2 separate regions of the Triticum aestivum genome follow, and region 1 is linked to region 2. The links are chromatin contacts, called in public Hi-C maps. All regions are on one chromosome and are shown on one strand. The core of a region is the stretch at or near the end of the contact, and the rest is flanking DNA. Distances in the headings are between cores, read along the strand shown. Region 1 holds the start of LOC123041546 (protein JINGUBANG-like). Region 2 holds the start of LOC123045772 (probable galactinol--sucrose galactosyltransferase 2).

The links. Hi-C and Micro-C count contacts between places; a contact is called where the count stands out from the background.
Region 1: a Hi-C map of leaf shows a contact between it and region 2, with 4 times the contacts expected there. The contact joins the promoter of LOC123041546 here to the promoter of LOC123045772 in region 2. A contact is called at or near these places in 2 of 5 Hi-C or Micro-C datasets (both in leaf).

The regions. Positions count from the first base shown.
Region 1 is chr2B:518,920,755-518,923,817 of IWGSC CS RefSeq v2.1, forward strand. It overlaps LOC123041546 (protein JINGUBANG-like), which reads right to left and starts at 1,741. Exons shown (of 1, transcript XM_044464144.1): 1 at 1-1,741. The coding sequence starts at 1,526. The coding sequence ends at 183.
Region 2 is chr2B:518,616,526-518,619,950 of IWGSC CS RefSeq v2.1, forward strand. It overlaps LOC123045772 (probable galactinol--sucrose galactosyltransferase 2), which reads right to left and starts at 1,312. Exons shown (of 14, transcript XM_044468947.1): 1 at 844-1,312; 2 at 530-759; 3 at 344-434; 4 at 202-250; 5 at 1-78. The coding sequence starts at 1,094.

The DNA of each region.
Region 1 (3,063 bases), core at 491-2,990, 300 kb after region 2:
AATGTGCATTGGATTCACCACAAGAAGTTCGCCGAAGTCCAGAAAATACAGGTAGATAAATTACCTCTTTCCTGTATGTACACGACCGTACGTATCCCTATCTCAACTATCAAGATCAGATCAAAAATCAGGAAACGCACTTTCCAAATTCCAACGTCAAAAATCGTAGCAAATCCAACCTACTACAAACCCGTCGTCTCCCGCAACGACCAGACCCGCACCTCGCCGTCAAGGCTGGCGCTGCACACCCTCCATTCCTCCTCGCCGTCGTCGTCTCCTCCCTGCAGCTGCTTCTTGCCCGGAACGAGAGCCACCGCCACCGAACGGACAGCGCTGCCGTGCCCGTCGATCACGGCGACGCACGTGTGCCCCCGTCCGTCCGTCTCGCGCCGCCAGGCCCGAACCGTGTGATCCGCCGACCCGCTCACAACCAGCCCGTCCCCCGCGCACGCGATGGAGAGCACCGCCTTGCGGTGCCCCCGCAGCGCCCCGATCGCGACCATGTGGCTCGCGCTGTCCTCCCGCTCCCACACCACCACGCAGCGATCGTTGCCGCCGGAGTACAGCACCTGCCCCCCGCACCCGACGGCCACGGCGTTCACCGCCGCCGTGTGGCGGGAGAGGGTGGCCACCAGGTAGTAAACCGGCTTCTTGCTCTGTCGTTTGGTGGTCTTGTCGGACGCGGGCCTGGGCGCCCAGACACGAACGCGCCTGTCGGCGGAGCCAGTGTACACCGTGCCGTCCGGCGCGACGGCGACCGCGTTGACGGCATCGTCGTGCGCCGGCAACGACTGCAAGCAGCGGAGGGACGGGATCGCCCAGACCTTGAGCGTCTTGTCCCAGGAGACGGAGAACAGGAGGCGGCCGTCCGTGGACGCGGCGACGCCGGACACGGTATCGGCGTGCTCTATCCAGAGCCGGCGGTGGTGGCGGCGGACGGCGACGTGGTTGGACGGGACCGGGAAGCGTCGGAGGCGGTCGGAGACCGTGGGGAGCGCGGCGGCGAGGCGGATCCGGGCGGGCGCGCGCGAGGAGACTCGCCAGAGCCGCAGCCTCCCGTCCTGGTGGCCCGTCACGGCCTTGCCTCCGTGGACGTGCGCCACGCACTTGACCGAGCCGGCGGTCGCGGTGTCGTGACCCGGGTCGGAGGTGGACGTCGGCTCCAGGGTGCAGAGGTCGTGGAGGGCCACGGACGCCGGCCTGGCGACGACGAAACCATGCGAGCCGTCCACCACCGCGACAGCCGCTGCCGCTGACGCCGCGGCCGCCGCCGTGGGCGGAGGGAGCAGCGTGGCGACGTGGGCGAAGGCGGCGGCGCGGCAGGCGGCATTCGACGTCGCGGCGGAGAGCGACGGGAGGGACGTGGACGAGGACGCCTCGGAGACCGCGGCGGCGGCGGCGGAGGAGGACGTGGAGACGGTGGAGGAGGAGGTGGAGGCGACCGAGCCGAGCTTGTTGCTGCTGGCGTCGCTGTCGGCCGCGGCGGCGCTGCTTGTGGCCATGCAGAGGCGCGGGAGAAGCTTCATCGGGGAGGCGGCGCGGGTCGGCTCGATTGGAATGGAAGGTCGTGCCGTGTTCGCGGCCGGGCGGGGGGCCTATTTGTACGCGCGCGCGGGGTTCCGGGTTGCCACGCGCGAGTCGCAACTCTGTAATACGCCTGGCTGGGACGGTTCGGCTCGGAGGCGACCCGTCGGCACAGTGCTCGCTTTGACAGCTCGTGGCAAGGTGTCGGGGCGGCGTGCAGGCTAACCGGCATGCAAGTCGCGGTCGCCTCGCGTCAGCGTGCGACGCGACCGAGAGGCCTGCTGCCCGATCGATACAGCGACCGATCGGGCATCAACCTGGGATCAATCACGCACGCAGCAATCTCGCTTTCATCGGGGGAAATGCAGTGCAGTGCGGCCCCGTACGGCAGCATCTTCCGCCTCACTTTCGATGAACAGAGCGTGCTCCGGCGCCAAGTGAAGACGGTTGCCGAGTTGCTCTCCGTCAGGAAGGACCGCTAGCTGATTCTGTTCCCTCCTGAATTCCTGATACGCAATTAAGGACAGTATAACCGCACCTAATTCCTGCCCTCACAGCGATTTGCGTTTACAGCTGTCCGTTTTTGTGATTGGACTGTTTCTGGCCGTCAGATCTTCTACGTAGACCAGTCTGTTCCGCACTGTGTCAATTCTGGCCCAGCTGTCCTATGGCCTGCTGCTCCACGGGCCGAAACGACGGCCTCTGGTAAACTGGGCTCGTCCGCCAGCCCATTCTACTTCCTGGGCTTCGAGGGATCCATTACACCCTCGTGGAACGGATCCAGCCGACGCGCCACGAGGGGATCCAACGCGAGGGGATAGACGAGTGGACCCATCCCTCCCAAGTAGTCCTGCCGACCTCTCCTCTCTGGCGATCTCAACCTTGGGCGGATCCAAGGTCCGCCGCCGCCACCGGCTCGCAGGTCATCCACCTTGACGGCGTATGCTTCTCCCAACACTGCCCCTTTTCTCAATCGGTAATGAGAACCCGTTGCCGCTGGACCTAGCCCATCCCAACTTCTCCTTGAGCGAGGAGAGAGACAAAGCAACAGAACCAGAGCGGCGACCTATCCCCGGCTCTACGCAGGTGTGTGCGGCTCACGCCCCGCTGATTCCAATTCCATGGACTGGATTTCCTCACTGAGCTACGCATATGCAATCATTTTCTGCCTCTTTTTTGTGTCTGTTCCGTACCTTTGGGCTCAAACTTCAAACTGATAGCACATCCATAAAAGATCCCAAATTATTTGGTTCAAGTCAATTTGAAGAATTGTCTAGCTAATGGTATATTTTTTGTTATTCTGTTGCCTTGGATGGAGCTGTTCAAGCACGCAACATCCTTCATGTTGGCACTGATACGCCCTGGCAGATGACGTCGACTCTCCCCAGCAGACCAGAAGGGGTCCAAGAAGAGGACAACGGTAGGCTCGTTGTGTGTCTTACGGTATTTTATTCTTTCCTGGTGTTCGGTCCATAAGCATGGCCATGGTGTAATACAATGTGTTCATTTGCCCAAGCGAGCACTTCTTTCTCTGAAGAA
Region 2 (3,425 bases), core at 62-2,561:
TTCAATCCCTACTGGGTTGACAGCTTTATAAAATGCATCCCAAGTGCACCATCCAAACCAGTCTAAGTTTGCAGGGGTCTGACATTTGTAGCAAATTTACAAAAGACTTGTCACAATCAAATAAATTGAGATATGTCCAAGATCAACAACCTTAGTCTAATTGTTAGGTGATAAAAGTGTAAAACCTGCTTATATATATACCTCCTTGCTCTCTATATGACTGAAAGTTCCTTTGATCTTGGACAGTACCCTACAGAAGATGCAAGTGAGCCACTTCCACATAGAACAAATAAAATCCATGCCGTTGTAGTCGTAATATAGTACTCTTTGAGTATGGCATTACTTGATTGATTCCTTAATAAGCTTGAAAGGATTATCCCCTGAGTTGACGAATACCGCATCAACAGCGTCCTTCGTCTGCACATCAGGATCACCTAGCAAAGAGTCGACCATTCCACTAAGATTCCAAGCATCGCACAATTTGAGCCAAGCACCATAACATTCATAAGTCAAGGTGAAGTCTGCCTACCACTCTCGAAGCAGAATTGGAGCTCATTCTCGGGACTCCCTTGGAGGCTAGCCCGGAAATCGCCATGGAGGGCTGGCAGCATCAGAGCGTACCCCGCGTCCTCGGCCCCGTTCCCCCTCTTCTCCAGAAGCAGCATCTGCGTCTCCGCCGGCACGCCCGCCGCGTCCGCGCCCGTCTTCGGGGCCATCCACCAGATCTTCAACTTGAACAGCGACAGCCACCTCCATCCTCTGCACAGCAACCACCACGAGCATTAGTATCTCGGACCGACGCGCGCGCTGCGCAAGCATAACAAGCCTTAGGTGACCACCTACTTGGGGATGGTGCCGAGGGAGAAGACGTGGCGGCTGGACGGCGCCGCCGCGCTGGCGCCGAGGAACGCGGCGCCCGGGGCGGCGTCAGCGACGGCCGCGCGTAGGGTGACCTCGGGCGGGCACTGGGAGAGGAGCTCGCGCCCGCCGACCAGCAGGGACCCGCGCTCGAGACGCGTCGTCGCCATCTGCGGCGGGGACCCGTCGGCGGTGGCGCTGGGGTGAATGGAGGCGGCAGCGGCGACGACCGACATTGCGCCTGGAAGGGACTGCAAAGTCAGAGGATCCACAAAGCATGGGGCCCACCTGTCAGTGACTCAAAGGCAGGGTATGGCAGGGATTGTAAAGTCAGAGGATCCACGTCCGCCTGGAAGGAGGCCCCGGCAGCGCGAGATATGGCGCGGGGGTCGTCGAACTGCTGTGGAAGTGGAACAGGAACCCGGAGGACCGGGCGCCACGGCGACAGCGACCGCGAGCTGCAGCCTCGTCATCGCCAATATGAATCGCATGGATAAGCTCAACAATTGGGCCGCGTGGGGCACGCCCGAACGGGTGGCGTGCCATTGCTGCCTCCCGTGCGTGCGCGATGACGCGGGACGATGTTGGTGGTGGACGGGGCAGGCAGACTTGCCCACCGACAAGTGAGCGGTAGAGCCTCCCGGTGATCTGGGAACCTCATCAAAGTTTCAGAGTATCTACAACGGGACCTCGTATCCGCCCAAACGTCCCGCCGGGCAGCCCGGTCCCTCCGCAGACGCAAATTTAACATCTAGAGAGTAAATTGCTGAAAACCACCACATTTGTGGCTCAGATACTCCAAAACCATCACTTTTGTCCAAAGTCACAAAAAACCACTAACTCTGTGGCAAGTGAATAACAAATCGCACTGATTCGAAACTAAGCCGCGTTAATAGCAAAACTGATGGGTGGGACCCATATATCTGGGCTGATGTGGCGAAGACTAATCTTAGTCAATGTTTGACTAGCTGAGGTGGACAGGGGTCCCACTTGTCTGTCTAACACCTTCTTCTTCCTCCTCAAACTTCTCTCCGTCGCCTTCTCATCAACTCCACCGGCGGCCGGCTCAAACAAAGAACTCCACCGGCGGCTGGAGGCCGAGCTCAAGGAGGTGCGCCCGCCGGCAAGCCCCGCCCCATCCCACAACGCCGCTGCCCCGCGCCTGTAACGCATCTGCCCCGCGCATGCGCCTCCAGCGCCGCCGCCACGCGCCCGCCGCCATCCCACGTCCGCCTGGAGCGCCGCTGCCCCACACTTACACCTGTGCCGTCGCCGCCCCTCACAGCGCCTGCAGTCTCGTCACCCCCGGCCGCCGCCATCCCGAGTCCGCGCCTGCAGCGCCACCGCCCCGCTCCCGCACAGGCGGTGCCGCCACGCATCTGTGGAGGAGGTCGCAAACGATAGGGCAGGCGGGGCTCCAGGGTCGCCTGATCTGGCCATGGACAGTGCGGCGGGGCTTCCAGAGCCGAGCTCGAGCTCGATCTGAGCCCCCTCCGCCCGGCGCTGGTGTGGTCGCCGTTGCGAGCCCGGGGGCGAACAGGGAGGGGACTGTGTGCGGGGAGGGGCAGCGGGCGTAGATGACTACGACGCACTAGATTCGGCCGGCGCCCAGCGGTGGGGAGGCGTTCTGAGAGGGGCGGTGTCAGGCGGCGGGGAGGGGCGGCGCTATTGGTAGTGAGCGAGAGAGATATGTGGGGAGGAAGAAGGAGAGAAGAGAGGAGGTGTGACTGACAGGTGGGACCCCCCGTCCATCTCATCATGTCAACCATTGACTAGGACTAGTCTTCGCCACGTCAGCTCGGATAGACGGGTCCCACCCGTCAGTTTTGCTATTAGACGCGCTTAGTTTCGAATTAGTGCGATTTGTTATTCACTTGCCACAGAGTTGGTGGTTTTTTGTGACTTTGGACAAAAGCGGTGGTTTTGTAGTATCTCAGCCACAAATGTGGTGGCTTTCAGCAATTTACTCACATCTAGACTGACGGGCACTCCCTAAACGCGCTCATATCTGAGGCAGATATATGCCGGATGCGTCCGCCGCGTCGGATCCGGTCCATTGTGATCATCCGACCTCACATATATTTAACCCTATCCATACTCCGGACGAAACCCTAGTTGCATTTCACTCCACTCCACGCGCCTTCCACAGTACCCAAACTCCTCTCTGACGTACTCCTTCATGACGGGCACGGGATCCGACTCTAAGATTTCCAGATCCGAGGACTAGGAGCTCATACCTTGCAGTTCAGAGGAGCAGATGGTCGTCCGCACTACTCTCCGATGCTCCCAGAGGAGTGAGTCCGCCCGCGGTCTTCATCGATCCAGCGGGAATCCATTGCCCTCACTAAGATGGCGCTAGGATCTGCCGGGGCCGGTGGATCATGGCGTGTGACCCCCGCCTGGCCACATGGCAGCGCAACCTCATTTTGCCAGCGAAATCGTTTAGGTGGCCTCACCCGCCTAAACGGAAGCCATATCTGCCTCCATGGTTCACAACCAAAACGAGATTTGTGTGTGCGCCTTCAAGCGGAGGCAGCTTTGGTTGCCTACAAGGCGGAGCCGGTGGA